Regions from separate parts of the Mus musculus genome. Here region 1 is linked to region 2. Evidence: chromatin contacts called from public ChIA-PET data. All regions are on one chromosome and are shown on one strand. Each heading gives the region's core, a stretch centred on a gene start, on an enhancer-like site or on the middle of the called end of the contact. The rest is flanking DNA. Distances are from core to core; before and after follow the strand shown. Region 1 overlaps Dock10 (dedicator of cytokinesis 10). Region 2 holds the start of Fam124b (family with sequence similarity 124, member B).

Region 1 (3,525 bases), core at 510-3,009, 520 kb after region 2:
CCAAAGGCATCGCAAGCTCCCTGAGTGGCACCATTAGATGGGAAACAAGTTTGCAAATGCCTGAGCCTGTGGGGAACAAGGTATAGTCAGACCCTAAGACTTACATATCATTCGCATGTCTTCCCTGCCCATTGTCTCCTCTGGGTACACATCTCTACATCAACCAACTAGAGAGGATACACACAGATCAAACACCCAGACAAAGGTGCTGGCCACCACTATACATGCCTGATGCAAGTTTTTTCTAAAGGTGAAAATTTTAGCATTCGAGTCAGATGGTTTGCATGGTTCAGGAAATTAACATTTTAAACAATGGATTCAAATTGAGTATAATGCTTAAAGTGTGAAGAGTGCATCCAGAAAAAGAAGTGTTGTACATTAGGAGAGCGAGGCAGACTCTGAAGCAGGACTTTCACAGTCAAGCTGAAGTTCCCCGGGCTATTTTCTTCCCAGCTGGTGTTCACCCCATATTAAACACACCAGCTCCACTATCCTGATGCTCTGTTCTTCTCTCCTGGAAACAAAATCCAAGGCCTGGAAAATGGATCAGTCAACCACCATGAAGGGACATCACAGAAAACATTTCAGGTTTTGGAAGACAGGCCCAGGAAGACAGGGCACTGACTTGCTGCAGGGCACTGTTCTCTGTGGTGGGAAGTCTGATATGGTCTTTGTCTCAGAAGATGCCCCACTCAGAAGATGCCCCACTCAGAGTCTTATCACAGCAAGCTGGTCTTAGTGAATCACCAGCTTAAAGACTTCACAACAATGAACATTAGTTGAAATAAAAAGGCATACAATGATAATGATGTAGTTGTCAAAAAAATCTTGTAGCTATATACAAAGTAGAAAAGATAGACATCTAAACTCCTTTTCTTGCTCCTGAGAGGAAAGACCTCAGAGGCCCCAACACAAACATACCAACTAGGGGTATTCAGTTCAGATATCCTTAAAGTGGCTACTTTCTTATCTGCCAGAGAGGAAATAAAAAATTGAAAATCAGGTTGACCTAACATATACAGAATAACTTATAGCTTAATTCTTTAACTTATAGAAATAGTTTAATTCTTTCTTTTCTTTTCTTTTTGTTTTTTGGAGGCAGTTCTGCAACATATTTGACATTAATCAGGTTAGTTATCATACCCCTTGACCGTCTGTAGATTTCTGAATGTGGTAACAGGTATGTAAATTTTTAAAGTGTTTTAAATATTGAGGTCAAGGCCACCAGTGACCATGGTGCTCACTGGAAGTCATTGCTCACCGGAAGTCATCTGCGGTTATGACTGCAGGACCTGTGTGGTTTCCTTTTGCAATAAAATATTCATATTAGAGGTTTTAATGTTGATTAAAAAAAACCTTTAAAACAGAACACATTTTCAATAATCCTGGGTTTCAAAGAGAAGGCTTGCAACTTCTGTAAAGAAACTCAGTCATGTCAAAAGCTGAGCGAGAAGCTGGAACATCAGGCAACTAATGGGGACACCATATCTGTACACAAGGTACCACAGGCCTAACTTATTCTGAAAGAAAGCTGCAGAAAGCTGCAGCTGCTGTGGGGCAGAAGTTCCTGAAAGTCCGGCCAAGACTCAGCCATAGACTGCTTGCTCAGATGGGTGAAGTCCTAGGCTCTGTCTTCAGATGTGGGAAAGTAAAGAGAGACAGAATGAAAACAATATGAGCCATTCACAGGATGTGCCCAAAGAGAAAACCGCAGCAGGGCTGACTCTGTGCAGCCATACACGGCCCAGCAGAAGAGTAACAAAGTTCCTGCTAAATCCACTAGGCAGGAAGTACAAGTAGGACCTGAAGGTGACGTCGCATGGTACAACCTCATTGCTACCAAGAACAATCCAGTATTAGTAGGCCTTGTGTCCAGATTTCTCAGGAAATACTCCATTTATTCAGACTTGCTGTTCATAAGCAGGATAAAACCGCTCCCTTCAGTTACACAAAAGGGGACTTGGAATACAGACATCAGGATTTGACACGGGTTATGTTGAAAGCTAATGGTTAAAGACCCTCCGTCTGGGTTTTATAATTACTCTGATCCAAAACATGATGGACAGCCATCAGACTTGATTCCTTCACAGCAACTGGAGACAAGAGTTATTCTGAACAACGCTTTGGTTTTAAAAAGAGGTCTGGAAAACATTTGCAGGCATGCCTGTGCACTAGTACGGGAGAATGCATACAGCAACCAAAAGACGTTCCTAAGTTCTTTCCAATTCAGCCATAATGTCATGCTGAATTCCATCTGCCTCCACTTTACTTGCAAATTAAAGACAATTCCTTAATCCTTTAATGTATTTATAAGGTAACATGTGTTTTCTCTGTTTTATACTCCATGGCTGAAAAACCAGAATGTCAAGAGGACTCTAATTTTACATCAGATAAGCCAAACGAGTTTCTGGAACATACCAAAGCTGACAATTGGTGCTCACTTATCTCATTCAATACCTGTAACGAATTACTATAATAATGTGAGCCATGGTGGAGCAGTGCTCTGCAGACAACGCAACTCATCCCTTGTCTTTTAAAAATAATCTTCGTAAAACACACACACAAATTAGCTGTGGTGACTATGGCCTCCATTTTTACCGAAAGAAGGTTGCAGCTGTTTACGGTTCTGCTGTTAAAGGACATCACCTGGAAGCCCTGGACATGCAAGAAAGCATAGACATGTAGTCTCCTGACCAGCTACAATAGGGTTAAATGAAATCTCAGTCCTGATCAATACCTGGAGTTAACTCACATCAGACACTGTGCACTTCATTGTCTTGTTAAGATCAAACTCTTCTTCTTTCTACCCCAAAAGCAGAATGTTTAGCTCTCAATAGAAAAAGAACCTGGTGGATGAAGGGGATCAGCAGAGTCTGCTAACTGCAAATATCCCTTGATTTCTCAGAAGTAGATTTATTGTTGCTTTTATGGGATACTCGAGTGGTGGCAATTCTTGCCAATCTCCAAAATAGGTCTCTAGTTTCTTTATTCTCTTTTCTGTGGACTTCAGTAAGCTGCCACTTAGACAATAGCAAAAATTTAGTAATTCAAAATTTCCCAGAGGTCAGCCAGAATAAAAAAATATTATTTGTAGTAACAAATATGAAATACAGCTTAAAGGCTCAACAGAGGGGGAAAAATGTCGACAGCTGAAGGAAAAAATTCCCCATATTAATTGTACACTTTAAACTGTCTTATTCTTTGTCACTAGGAATATTTTATGATGTCATTTATTCCCTAGGCATAGCAGATGTCAGGGCAGTCCAAAAACTTTTCTTAAGTATCTTTTGGAATTAAAGAAAAATTTTGAGATAGAATTTTGGATAATTCTTTGTTTATAAAAAGTTTGGTTGGTTAAAAAAATTCAATTATTTGGAAGAATGTTCTCTATTAGAGGTTTTTAAAACTTAAAATATGTTGTATATTAAAATATTATTACTAAGTCTATTCCTTAGTTTGAAATGGGTGAGATTAAATCTTACATTTACTATGAAGTTTGCTATTAAACTCTAGTTTGTGCATGTA
Region 2 (3,625 bases), core at 422-2,921:
TTCTTGGCATGGGTGGGCAAGTTTAAAATCTCCCTAGTTTCTTAGTATGCAATCAGGTTGGAAAACCTCTGACTAAATCAGCTCCAAGGTCCATCCAGATAATAACACCACACCTTTCCATGTCCTGACAGGAATGAGGCTATTTTAAAGAAATACTTGTGCCCCTTCCTTTAGCTCTCAGACTAATGGCGAAGTGGCTTCCAAGAAACTTGAATTTCCTCAGGAATCTCATGTTGCCCAGATGGTAAAGCTGGGACCCTGAGGCCAGCTAGGGGGTGGGGGGTGGGGGTGGGGTAGGGGGTGACTCCCAGAGATTTGACTCGGTCTTGACAAACTTGCCTGGCTGTCCTGCAGGAGAAGCTGGGGCTGAGACAATGGATGGATTATGGTTGGGACCACACCCTGACCAGGACTGCTTAGGCATATTTCTTGCCCTCTATTTAAACTTAAACTTCATGGGGGAGGGGAGTGGCGACAGGAGGGTGATTTCACTTGTTCAATGTAGCCACTTTGAATTCTTTCTCTGTCTTCCTCTACTATTCGTCATTTTAATTGGCCTGCTGTAGATGGACGGCCAAGTCTAGCTTGTTTGAGCTCCCAGGATCCTGGATCTGACCCTACTAAACCTGGTACACCCCAGAAATGAACGAAATGAAATACCTGCAGCAGAATCTTATTGCCATCATAGTCCTGAGTCTGCCACCTCGCGCTGCTGATGGGAACACACGGATTGGGTAGAAGAGGCACCAGCTGCCCAATCTCTTGAACCCTGAACTGCAGCACAGAAGACTCCTTGGGGTCTACTGACATTCCCAGGGGCAGCTGCTTCAGAGAGAGCTGCAGGCTGAAGCCCTCGGTGGCATAGAGGACAAAGAAACAGAAGTCGCTCTTTTGCACAGTGGCGTCTCTCTGTAGAAGCATCTCATAGAGTCTGATGGCATCTTCATAGTTATCAAAACTGCAGTACAGAGTCACCCTGAGGATATCAGTGCCACAATTCACTGGCCTCATGCCCCACACTGGCATCTGGTTGTGCAGACTGTAGAATTCCTGATTGGCAGGGAGATAAGAACAAGACCTCCCCTGTGCATGCTGGGTAGGGAAACCCTGCCAGGGTGAACGCCGTAGGAAGTCCAAGACTCGAAACAACCGTTCTTGTCCCAGGCTTTCCTGAAGGAAGAGCAAAACAGACATTCCTGGGAAGCGGGCCCTCCGCGGGTGGTACTTTTCATGGTAGTTCACTGGCCTGGCACGTTCAGACACCAGGAAGAGACGCACCTCTGGGCAGATACATTCTAGTAGTTGGTCCAGAGCCTGCTGCAGAAGCAAACCGTTCCCAGTGTCGGCAAGAAGATGCACAGTCAAGGCTAGAGGTTCCTGTATCTCATCCATGGCAGGCTATGTGAAGATTATGATGAAGGCCACCCGACAGGGCCCACAGCTCAGCCTTTTAGGAAGAACCAAGGCCTCACGCAGAGCCCTCAGCCTCTATAAAATCTTTAGCAACTTCTGAACCAAGTTCTTCACCAGATCACACATGCTCCTGGCTTCCTCCAGTGCTCCAGCGGGGAATGTCACTCAAGTGTGGAGTCGGCTACACACAACAGAGTCGCTCTATGTCATCCGGTCTGAGCAGATGTAACTATTTGCTTGGCTTTCTCGGGCATTCCCCAGGGTTTTGGTTTGACCTAAAAACCTATAATGCTGAGACCCACGCCCAGTGGGTGGTTCTTACATTCAACTCAATAGAGGAAATGATCGGCCGAAAGGAACAGGAGGCGGCTCTGTTGTGCTGATAGCAATCTGTGGCTCTGTTACACTGACTAGACATCCATTTGGTGGACCACAATGGGCTCTGACTTCCTACTTAAATATCCTGATGTTTACAGTGGCCTGCCAGGCCACCTGAATAGAATGTGTTCTTTAAAACAACTCCCCAGTCTTATCTGCATGCCAGCTACTTGCTTCTGATAATTTTATACTAAGTCACAAAGAAGAGATATTTTGTCTAAATAGTGTTGGCCTCACTGAAAAAAATGCCTGGTTGAATTTAGAGTAAACTGCCATTAAACATCCTATGAATTGATTTAATTAGCCAACAAGCCTACAAAGAAGAGGGTAATTATTCCCCAGTTGCTGACAAGAAACTGAGGCATAGAAAGAAAAAAAAAAAAATTAAGTAACTTTGCCAAACTCACACAGTGAAGTGGCTGAGGTCTTTGAACCCAAGATATCCAATGCTACCTCTCTGGAGCTGAGAAGGCCAGCCACGATTTCTTTTCTCTTATGATGAGGAAAAGCTGCCATGTCAACTTCCTGTTGACACACTCACCTGTGGATACAGGCTGTAGAACCTTAAATAGAAGGATACCCCACCGTTGATGTAATCACCTAATCTGTTCCTAAATTCTTTAATAGTCAAGCCTAGTTGCAAATACCTATAATCCCAGGATTCAGGAGGCTGAGACAGGGGGATCATTGTGAGTTCAAGGCTGGTTGGGCCCTGTAGAAGGCACTCTAGGCTATATATCAAATCTCTATTGCCACAAACAACAAAGAAAAAAATGCTATTCTGATAGTTGTGCTGTTGCTGGGCCCGGATATGCATCGATTTCTAAATGTGAGTTTGATTTAAAAGAAGCTATGAATGCTACAGAATATGTTGTGACTTTCTAATTAGTTCAAAACCAACTTCCTCTAACTTTAATACACATGAGAAAGTTATGATCTCGTGCTTTGATAATGGGCTGAGTACTCTAATTCTAAAGAGAGACGTCTTTGCCCCTCCATAGCTAAGAATGGAGCAGGGGAGGCAGTCCCAGGAAAGGAGCAGTAAGGAGTCTTCCAGCTGAGTCTGCAAATCTGCTGGCTACATCCATAGGTCTCTATACATTGTAAAACTCTCACAGGCACATGGGAGAAAAAAATAGACCCTTTCTTTCCTTGACTTGACCAAAGCATCCAGTCATCCACTTCTCTTTTCTAATTTCTGTTTCCGATTCTTTTGGACTGCAGAGAAGCTGAGGTGGAAGCTTATGGGCCTGGCCACTTAGTAACAGGAGAACAACCACATTTAAAGTCAAAACTTCATGGAAAAGAACCATCTCCATCCAGATCTACCCACAATTTTAATCAATTGAATTCTATAATCCTAAGATTTCTGTATAAGAAAATTATAGAAATGTAATTTGTAAGGACAAATTGTTTTTAAATGTCCACATAACACTTAGTAATTAGATTAATTTTGCTTTAACTGTCTGGTAATTGTTAGAGGGTTTTTTTTCCCCTTAGAGCATAGCTCTCAAATGTTAAAAAAAAAGAAGAAGCCACCTCTTAATTCATGTCACATGCTGACATTTGAAAACTATAACACTCTTTCCTCACTATAAGACCCTTTCCTCCCCCACAACCTGCCTCTATCTCTTCTGAGTCACTTTAGACCAAACCCTGGTTCTTGAAAGAACTTTTGAAATTCTTAAAATAGCATAAAGAACTCTAAATGTTTGAAGAGAAAAACCCTACCCCTGAGTCAAAAAGATTAACTCATTAGCTCACGGCATTTTGTCTAACACAGAGGCTAAACTTCCTAGGTGGGAATTGGTTGTTTAGCCTTCCATCCAACGTT

The links. ChIA-PET counts read pairs in DNA pulled down with a chosen protein or histone mark.
Region 1: an RNA polymerase II ChIA-PET map of memory CD8 T cells shows a contact between it and region 2, with 145 read pairs. The contact joins the enhancer-like site here to the promoter of Fam124b in region 2. A contact is called at or near these places in 4 of 39 promoter capture datasets (the 3T3-L1 cell line, liver, maxillary cranial neural crest and 1 more), 1 of 115 datasets of contacts at active chromatin or transcription factors (memory CD8 T cells) and 2 of 9 other capture datasets (adipose tissue and liver).

What each region holds. Positions count from the first base shown.
Region 1 is chr1:80,729,117-80,732,641 of GRCm38.p6, forward strand. The region is part of intron 1 of Dock10 (dedicator of cytokinesis 10); the gene reads right to left. Among named protein-coding and RNA genes, the nearest start is that of Dock10, 28 kb to the right of the region's middle. Within about 2 kb of position 1,760, at least 34 of the 459 cell types and tissues checked have an H3K27ac peak or open chromatin away from gene starts, as enhancers often do. A contact at or near this core is called in memory CD8 T cells, where this site is marked.
Region 2 is chr1:80,212,273-80,215,897 of GRCm38.p6, forward strand. Fam124b (family with sequence similarity 124, member B) reads right to left here and starts at 1,672. Exons shown (of 2, transcript NM_173425.3): 1 at 661-1,672. The coding sequence starts at 1,392. The region is part of intron 1 of 2310015K22Rik (a long non-coding RNA gene); the gene reads left to right. All of the region lies in intron 2 of LOC108167342 (a long non-coding RNA gene), which reads right to left.